Regions from separate parts of the Sus scrofa genome. Here region 1 is linked to region 2. Evidence: chromatin contacts called from public Hi-C data. All regions are on one chromosome and are shown on one strand. Each heading gives the region's core, a stretch centred on a gene start, on an enhancer-like site or on the middle of the called end of the contact. The rest is flanking DNA. Distances are from core to core; before and after follow the strand shown.

What was found. A called contact is a pair of places that touch in the nucleus more often than the background predicts.
Region 1: a contact with region 2 is called in a Hi-C map of fetal liver, with 1.6 times the contacts expected there. The contact joins the promoter of LOC106507939 here to the enhancer-like site in region 2. A contact is called at or near these places in 2 of 5 promoter capture datasets (fetal skeletal muscle and liver) and 2 of 47 Hi-C or Micro-C datasets (embryonic fibroblasts and fetal liver).

Annotation. Positions count from the first base shown.
Region 1 is chr11:9,910,456-9,915,370 of Sscrofa11.1, forward strand. LOC106507939 reads left to right here and starts at 2,317. Exons shown (of 4, transcript XM_021065188.1): 1 at 2,317-2,867. The coding sequence starts at 2,396. The region is part of intron 1 of LOC110255744 (a long non-coding RNA gene); the gene reads right to left.
Region 2 is chr11:9,083,866-9,088,510 of Sscrofa11.1, forward strand. It overlaps PDS5B (sister chromatid cohesion protein PDS5 homolog B), which reads left to right. Exons shown (of 35, transcript XM_021065557.1): 2 at 2,528-2,654. The coding sequence starts at 2,547. Among named protein-coding and RNA genes, the nearest start is that of PDS5B, 71 kb to the left of the region's middle. Within about 2 kb of position 2,791, at least 3 of the 83 cell types and tissues checked have an H3K27ac peak or open chromatin away from gene starts, as enhancers often do. A contact at or near this core is called in fetal liver, where this site is marked.

The DNA of each region.
Region 1 (4,915 bases), core at 1,067-3,566, 830 kb after region 2:
GCCACGTCTGCGACCTACACCACAGCTCACGGCAATGCCAGATCCTTAACCCACTGAGCAAGGCCAGGGATCGAACCCACAACCTCATGGTTCCTAGTCAGATTCGTTAACCACTGCGCCAGGACGGGAACTCCTGTTAAGTACTTCTATAACAAAATAATAAACAATGAGGGCAGGAGGAAACTTTTGGAGGTAATGCATATGTTTATGGCATACATTGTGATGACAGTTTTGTGGATGTATAACTTATCTCCAAACTTATCAAGTTGTATACATAAATATGTTCAGATCTTCCATGTCAATCATATTTCAATAAAGAAAAAAAGGTGTGGGCATATTATGTAAGTAACGCCTGCAATTCAATTGTAAGAAAACAAAATCAATTTTTAAAATGGGCAAAAGCTTTGAACATATTTCCCCAAAATTAAATATCACCATGTATCAATTCAAATGGCTAAACAGATAATACTAACTGTTGTCATTTGATTGAAAGACTCATCATCCGTTTAAACTAGAGGGAAGACAATTAAAAGAGTAGAGATGCAGGTAAATTACATGGTGGGAAGAGGAGCTAATTCTTGACTAGGCTCATGATTCTTTTCTCAAAAAAGGATGAGGCAAAGTCATTGGTTGAGGAAGAAGTTGGTGATTCCAAAAGGGAATAAAATACCTGGTTTAAAGAGGGCAGAGTAACTACAGAAAAGAGTCTTTGTGGACTGGGGGAGAGACCATATGGGTGAGATCCCATTTGTTCACCTGACTGTTAAGCTGGTGAGCTAAGCACTTTCTGTGAATCATGAGTTCAATAATGACCCGGGTTTTGCCAGGCAAGTAACAGAAGTCAGGGAAAGGGGTTGAAGGTATTTGCAGAGAAGCAACTTTAATGCCACCACTTGTGAATATACATAAACAGACTCAATTAAGTAAATAATTCCTTACACTGGGAAGCACTATGCTAGGGTAAATTACTAGTATAATGGTGGCAAAATTAAGCACTCTTTCTTTCAATTTAAGGTTGTTTGTACATGAAATATAGGGAAGACAGGAACATAAAGTTAAAATAAGCAGCTAAATGCAATATATCCCAAAACAAAACATCTAATGAAGAATTTATTCCTTATTCTACACATTCAGTTTGAGGTCTAAAACCTGTTTTTCCCCAGTTTCCAAATCAGTGTTTCCACATCCATTGCCCCTTTAGCTCTGACCTTTGCTTTCATGTGTTTCCTAATGTCTTCCATTATGTGCCGCCTGCATCTAGCCTCCTGCTCACACACTGTGATCAGTCCCCAATGATCCTGCCCAATTTTTTTTGGTTTCTCACATAAATGTACATCATGGGACTCCTCCACTGACAGTAGCTTTCTTCACAACACCTGTTACCAAAACCCACCAAAGGGTTTTAACCAAAAACTATAAAATGTCTTTATGTGGCTACTCCAGACAATCTTTTATTCCCCAATCTTCCCATTTCTCTCAGTATAACTCTTTTAAATAAATCTCTATTCCTTTCAATCTGGCTTTCACAAGGACTCAAGTTTTTACGTAGGCCGCAGATTGGAAGGAACTCTGAAATACAAAGATAAAAGTGTCTACCAAGAAATTTCTTGGGAGAACTGGGTACCTTGCTGCTAACACTTTCAGAATTGGTCTAAAATTAAAGTTGGATTAGTATGGCTTCACAGAGAATTTATTTTTGCTACCTTTGGTCGTTTCGATGCTGCATTTAAAAACCAAACCAAACCAGGGCACTCTCACGAGTTCCTAGATCCGTCCTTTAAAAGTGGTTTGCCCCTGTCTTGTAAAAATGGAAATGGAGAATTCTTCTCCTTTCGAACGGTTTGCACAAGCGGCCTTCCCGTAATTAATATTTGATAAAGACCAAGACACCATAAAACAAAGAACATAAAATGTTACTGACAAAAACGTGACGATAAAGCCGATGAACTCCATGAGTTCTTGAGAAGCACTGCTAAAAAACCAAGACATGCTTCCTGACATAATTAAAAAGCGTTTTTAGGTTCCACGTGAAGAATGTATCTGCCCACGTTCCTTTTCACGAGTGACACTCCTACTGCCTCAGGACGGATGCTTAACGACACTTTGGGTGGATCAAGCCGGTGCAGGAAGAGATTTAGAGGGAAAGGCTGGGTCCAGCCCAGCACTGGGACCGCGCCCAGCAGGCATCTGGATCGCTTAAGACTCAAGGGGAAAATAAAGCTCGCGTTTTTACCTCACATACCATTAACTTTCCACAGAGATTTCCAGAAACCTCACTCACAGCCAGAAACCCCAACCCTGTGGGCGGGAGGGGATGGAGGGGGGGAAAAAAAAAAAACACAAAAAACCTACTACGCCACCATTTCCGCCTTGCCGGGCCAACAAACGTGCAAAGATGGAGAAAGACGCACGTCCCGGCAGCGCCTACGTCCCCAAAACGCGCAAGTGCGAGCGAGGTCCCGCCCCCTCGCGCCCCCAGCGAGGCGCGCGCACCAGAAACCAGCCCCCCGCTGGCGCCGCCCCGGGCTTCCGCCCCGAGGCCCGACGGTCGCTGTTCGGTTCCGGTTCTAGTCCCGCCCTCACGCGGGAACCCTCCAGAAATCTTAATATCCGGGACCCGAGGCCGCCGGCAGCGCGCATTTCCGGCGACAGAAAGGATCCGGTGACGCCTCTTCCCTTCTCTCCTGCCGCCCAGGCTCCGGCTCTCGGTGCGGCAGCGCCATCTGGTGCCGAGTGTCTCGCCGCCCGCGGAGGGGGCGCGCGCCTTTCGGAACCTTCCAGAGAAAACGCGGCCCCGGTTCTGCTCTGTCCCGCCCTCGGGAAGGGAGCGACCAGAGGCTCCGCCCTGCCGAGTTCCCGCGCAGGAGGTACTTTGCAGCACTTTGAATTGGTAGCTGCTTGTATGTGTTAGCTTGAAAATACCCGAGATGGAGCGGAAACGGAGTTCTTTCTCTAGTTTTAAGCCCAGAAAAAAAGCAGGTCTTTTTTTGTCTCCTCATACTTTGCTCTTGAGTCCTTCTCAATCATCCCTGCGTCGATTTCTTAGTCTTTTGGGACCGGGCTCCACCATTTCTTGCTTGGTGGGAAGATGGCACAGGTGTTGTGTCTTAGATTGGTTTCTGCTGTAAGAGGTTTTGTTTCCCTTTGATGATTAAACATACAGCGTACGTGTTTGGAGCCCCTGAAGGAGGGGAGAATTTCATGGATAACTTTTTAAAAAATAGGCCAAGGAAATTTCCGAAAGGTAGCCTCAGAAACACTCCGGATAAATATAGACTTGTTCGTGTGTCATATTTCTCTTAGATAACGGACGGGGAAAAGAAAACCTTTCCCCTAAGTTAGCAAAATCAATGTAAATTCTTCCTTGATGAATTTTTGCTTAAGAACCTCGATTTTCCTGGAAGTTTGAGGCCTGATTGTTTGGTAGTGAGCAATGGGTTGTTCTTAGGGCTTTACCAGAACGCGGCTTAACTGAGTATTTTAAGTGGAAGTTAGTGAAGGAAGTTTCCTGTAGCCTTCAGCGCCTACTGAAAGCACTGCTTCACTGGGCGATTCTCCTGCGGCAGCGATTCTCAAACGTGAGCATGCATCAGGTGTCCCTGGAAGACTTGTTAAAATAGATTGGCCTTAACCTGAAAGATTTTAACTGGGAAAGGCTGGGGGTAGAGCTGAATAATCACGACTCTGATAAATTCTCTGGTGATAACTTAAGCTGTGGGTAGTAGCACCACACTTGGAATAATTTATAGAGTTGAGGGTTGCTTTGTCAGTAATGCATGAGAACGGGGGTTTGATTCGTATCCTTGCCCAGTGGGTTAAGGATCCAGCCTTGCCCTGAGCTGTGGTGTAGGTCGCAGAGGTGGCTGGGATCTTAGGTTGCTGTAGTTGTGGCTGTGGCTTACAGCTCCGATCCGATTTGACCCCTACCCTGGGAACTTCCATATGCTGCGGGAGTGGCCCTCAAAAAGCGGGGTGGGAGGGAGATAATGCTCTTTGCAATTGATTACAAGTGATAACTAAATCTGGAGAAATCCATTGTGGGCAAGTAACAAACTAAGCACTAGAGCCAGGAAAGTTCGACGTGAATGAATAGTCACACATTAAAGCAACTACTGCCCATAAACACATTGTGTATGTGTGAGAGAGGGTACTGTGGTAACAGTTATACTAAATATTTCAATTATCCTGCTGTAATTTCTGTCCTTCCCATTCACTGTTAAAAGTCAGTAAATCAGAAATGACCAGTAAGGGCAAAATTGTTACAACCTAACATTCTCATTTTGCTTTTTGGTAGACACCAAAATTTCCCAAAAAGGACATAGATATTAGTTAGTCCTTTGTATCTTCTCAAATTTTCTTTCACTGAATCTTCTAGCAACCCCGCTCCACCCTGTCATGCCAGTTGCCAAATGTACACAGTGTTTTCATTTGTAAAAATGGTCACCTCATTTGCAGAAATGGCTTACCTAATCTTTCCTGCAGGCCTTTTCTCTTATTGACAGTGGATAAAGTGCAGGCACACTGCAAATTTTATCCTTATGCCTAATTGAAATACAAATTTTTTAGATAGGTTTGTATGTTCATAGCTGAAATTAGTCCTAAAACTGATATGAAAGTTTAGAATGTTTGGTCTGATATGACTGACCTTATTATAAAAAATACCCTTGATTTGTAAATTAATATATCTAAAGATCAGTGCGGGCAACAGAAATGCTGTTTTTGCAATAATAATTCAGTAAAGTTTCTATGGGTCAAAATCAATTTTAATAATGTCACTGAAGTGATTAAAGGAACAAATTCATAGTGAAATTTGAGGAATGAATCCTACTCTTTAATTTTTTTTTTTTTTTTTTGTCTTTTGTCTTTTTAGGGCTGTACCCATGACATATGGAGGTTCCCAGGCTAGGGGTCCAGT
Region 2 (4,645 bases), core at 1,541-4,040:
TTTCATATTTTTTTTAATTTATTGAAGTATAGTTGAACACAATTTTAACATCTGTACAGCAGAGTGATTCCACTTTATATAGGTGTTCTGTACTTAATATTTCTTCTGACCTTTCTTCTAGTTCACTAATTCTAATAGCTTTTCTTAATCTGCTAATAAGCTTACCCACTGAGTTTTTATTTTCAGGGTTTTTTTTCTGGTTTTTGTTTGTTTTTTTGTTTTGTTTTGCTTTTTAGGGCCCCACCTGTGGTATATGGGAGTTCCCAGAACAGAGGTCCAGTCAGAGCTACAGCTGCCAGCCTACACCACAGCCACAGCAATGCCAGATCTGAGTCGCGTCTGCTACGTACACCACAGCTCACAGCAATGCTGGATCCTTAACCCACTGAGCAAGGCCGGGGATCGAACCCGAAACCTCATGGCTCCTATTTGGATTTGTTTGCACTGTGCCACGACAGGAACTCCTATTTTCAGTTTTGTTTTCTTCCTCCCTCCCTCCTTTCCCTCCATACCTGTGGCATATGGAAGTTCCCTGGCTAGGGGTCAAATTGGAGCTGCAGCTGCCAACCTGTGCCATAGCCACAGAGAATCGGGTTCTGAGCTGCGCCTGTGACCTACACCGCAGCTCACGGCTACACCAGATCCTTAACCCACTGAGTGAGGCCAGGGATTGAACCCGAATCCTCATGGATACTAGTCGGGTTCGTAACCCACTGAGCCACAAGGGGAACTGTTACAATTTTTCATTTTCAGAACGTCTTTTTTGTTCAGATCTTCTAGTTTACATTTTATAGTTTTTTATTCCTTAAATATTATTAGACACTTTTATTTCTTTAAAATTATAAATACATTTGACCCTTGAACAGCACAGAGGTATGGAGTGCTGACAACCCCTCCCACCCCCATCACAATTCAGAACCCATGTATAACTGTTACTGTCCAGGACTCCCGGCCTCTTTAATAAAAGGCCTTGCAAGATGTTCAGGCAAAGCTTTATTGGGGCCTCTGCTGCAGCAGGGAGGAACAAAAACAAACAACAGGTTCTTATTTGCCTGTTCCTGGTGGAGGGTGTGCTGGTTGCTTATCTGCAGTGAAGGTAGGGGCAGGATCAGGGGTTTGCCTACCCCTTTGGCGGTGTTGTGTGCAGGGGGGCATGTATAGTGCCCTGCTTTTGTTCCCGACACCCTGTTTTTGATCTCAGTTTTTCAAAGTAGGAGTTAGTTTTTTCAGTCTTTTTGTATCTTGTTGTCCATAATTTGCCCCAGCTACGCATGCACAGAGTTATTTTTGGTCCTTTATACTTTCTTTGTATTTTGTGGCTTGAGAAGACGTTTGTTCAGGTGCAAGCACTGAAGCAAAGAGTCCCAGGTTCCAGCTTCTCTCCTAACTTTATAGCTGACCCTCTGTATTCATGGTTCTGTATTGGCAGATTCAACCAACAACAGTGTAGTAATGTAGTACTTACTGAAAAAGCTCTCCGTCTAAGTGGACCCATGCAGTTCAGATCCATGTTGGCCAGCTGTATGGTGGTTTTATATTCTGTTTGGTAATTGTAATGTTGGAAGTCTTCCTGGGTCTGTTCATGCAGGTCTGATTTCTGCTGGTTCTTACTTATAGTGCCTTGTTTCATTAGGTGCTTGATTATTTTTGACTTGATAATGCTTATTACCCTAGAAACATCATATAGGGATTCTTTGAGGTGTGGAATGAAGGTGCTCTCCTTCAGGAGGACTCGAATTTACTTATTTTGGGCGCTTGGGGTGCTCCTAGTTGGAGGTCACTGAGTTTGTGAGTTTCTGTTCTCTGGACTACTTAGGCAATGTGAACCTCAGCAAATGTGTAGGCTTAGGGCCAAAACTAATAAGCTGTTCCTCTCTTGTATCTGCTATTACTTAGTACCACGACAGCCTTGTCTGCTGTCCCTTGTGGATTGTAATGGGGACGTGGACACATGTTAACCCTTTGTTTAACTCTTTTCCTTTGCAAGTGTTATCTTTCTCGGGTTTGGGATAGGATTCTATGTTAATATTAGAAGGGTCTCTTATTTGACATTCCACCTTCATAGGAATTTTTCTTCCTTTTTCCGTAAGATTACCAAAACTAACTTTAGATTTTTCAGGGTTGGCAAGATGCCCTCAAGGTGAAATGGATATAATGCTCCATTTACTTCTCTGGGTTCCTGAATTCTCTTAGATTTTGGCCCAAGTCATACATGGTGCTATTAAAAAAAAAAAAGCACCCATATAAATACATATATATATTTATCACTTACAGTTTTTGTAGTTGGAAGGTTAGTGCAAATATTCTAGCTTGCCAATAAGGGAAATGAAAGTAAAGACAAAATTTAAAAAGTTGGGGATATATTCAATAAAATGATTTTCATCAACTAGAAAAGTGAATTACTGTAAATTAGGAATAGTTATAAATTTGTGTGTGTGTGTAGAGAGTGATTCTTTTTCATGTTTTTTTATGAATGGTTGTTAATACTTATTTTTTGGTTTGCTTCTAATAGTATTTTTTGTTTTAGGGGTAAAAATATTTCCATCATGGCTCATTCAAAGACAAGGACCAATGATGGAAAAATTACCTATCCTCCTGGTGTCAAAGAAATCTCAGATAAAATATCTAAAGAGGAGATGGTTAGACGGTTAAAGGTGAGTAAAATTCAATTATATCTTTTGGGCATGTGGTAAAGATGGGTTAAGTTGAGGGGGATGATCACATATGGTTGTATGTTGTTAGATCAGCCTAAGAAAAGCAAATCAGGAGGCCGTTTGGTGGCCCAGAGGGTTAAAGATCCAGCTGTGTCACCCATGTGCTTGGGGTGCTGTGGCAGGTTCTGTCCCTGGCTCAGGAATTTTCACGTGCTGCAGGCATGGCCAAAAAAAAGAAAAGGAAAAAAAAAAAAAAGACAAAACAGGAGATGTCTTATGCCAAAACTAATCAGCTGCAATTAGGATCTCAGAAAGTGGGGTAGATCAAGAACTGTAGACCTGTAGTTTCTTGTTCATGGGAGTGCAGCTGGAGAGGCGGAGCTGAGATTTTTCTATGGCCTCCTATATGTGGGTATAAAGAACAAATGCACAGTACTCTATACTCATTGTTGTCTATAGAAAGTTGTTTCCTTTCTTCTGTGTCTCATTTATTTTAAAAAAGTAACCGTTTTAACCTGAGAAAAGTTTTAACTCTTTCTACTTTGTACTAAAGGCCGTATTTTACTTTCTTGTATTTTAAGAGTAGGCTTAAAGAGCTTTACTTTTAGCTTCTCTTTCTGCTTCAGATATGTAGTATAAGTCAGGATTGATGATGAACTTCCATACATGATTCAGTGGACGGTTAGACTCTTCATATTTGTTTGGATAATATTTCATCTTTTCTGAGCAGTGGTGGTCTCTGATTACAGTGGTTAAAGGAGCAGAATGTCCAAGAAGATCGTTTGTTTCTTTTTTTCTTTTTTGTTTGCCCTGCGGCATATGCGCTTCCTGGGCCAGGCATCATATCTGAGCCTCAGCTGTGGTAATGCCGGACTCTTTAACCCACTGTGCTGGGCTGAGGATCGAACCTGTGTCCTGGTGCTGCAGAGATGCCATTCATCTGTTGCACCACAGAGGGAACTCCCAAGTAGATTGTTAAATTAATTATTAGTTAGTTCAGATGTTCTTTATTTTTGAGCATTTTTCCCTTCTATGTTAAATCCACGTAGACATTTATATTGCTTGTTGTCTTAGTATTTACTTGTATTTCAAGTCTAGAAAACTTGCCTTAATTAATCATTGAAGGCCCAGGAGCCTTAAAGTACTATTTTATTGCTGCATGGCTTATTTTTATTAGAATAAAAAGATCCTAACACTATTATAAGTTTCATATAAAGTCTCAGTGTTATATCCTTATGCATAAAGTATTAGAATGTCAGATATAAGGTGTTTATTATTCAAAGCAAAAGACATTGAAGCAGATTAAATTTACCAGTTTGTGCATATTTTATCTATTTGGGAATTTGTGTATATTTTATTTAAAATGACATTACAAACTTTCTATATATGATATTTTTCATTTCTATATATCTATATTTTCTTGACCTATTAAGTTTTTAGAGAAATGAATACATTAATTTCCTTAGGTGACTTTATATGTCAGCAGTGATAGCCTTATTGTTTCCTAAGAAATTACACATACAAGATATTAGCATTTAATGTCTTTTAGGGATGCTATTTTTTCAGATATCTTTTGAAAGTTTTCACAGTTTTAATCATGGTACAATGCATTTTTTTCCCCTAGGTATCTCAGACGTCTTTTGTAATTTAGAGGACTCATATATGAGTTATTCCTGAGTTTTTCTGACGCTCTTTGGGTTGTATTGAGGGATTTCTTTTATTTAGCCCTTGAGTAAACTTTGTTGTTGGTTTTGGTGGAATGACTTCCATGGTGCTCACATTTAGTGCTTGTAGTATACTTTCATTATTTATGCCCAGCAGTAATGTACGCCCAGAAGTCAAAAACTTCATTTTTTTTCTAATTTATTCTTCCCACTATTTTAAGCAACCTCCATAGGAGAAATATAGAAATAATTTAATGTTGGGATGATGGTAATTTTTGATATGTATAAGTACAGGTATAAGTTTTATAAATTATAAAAATTTGTTAA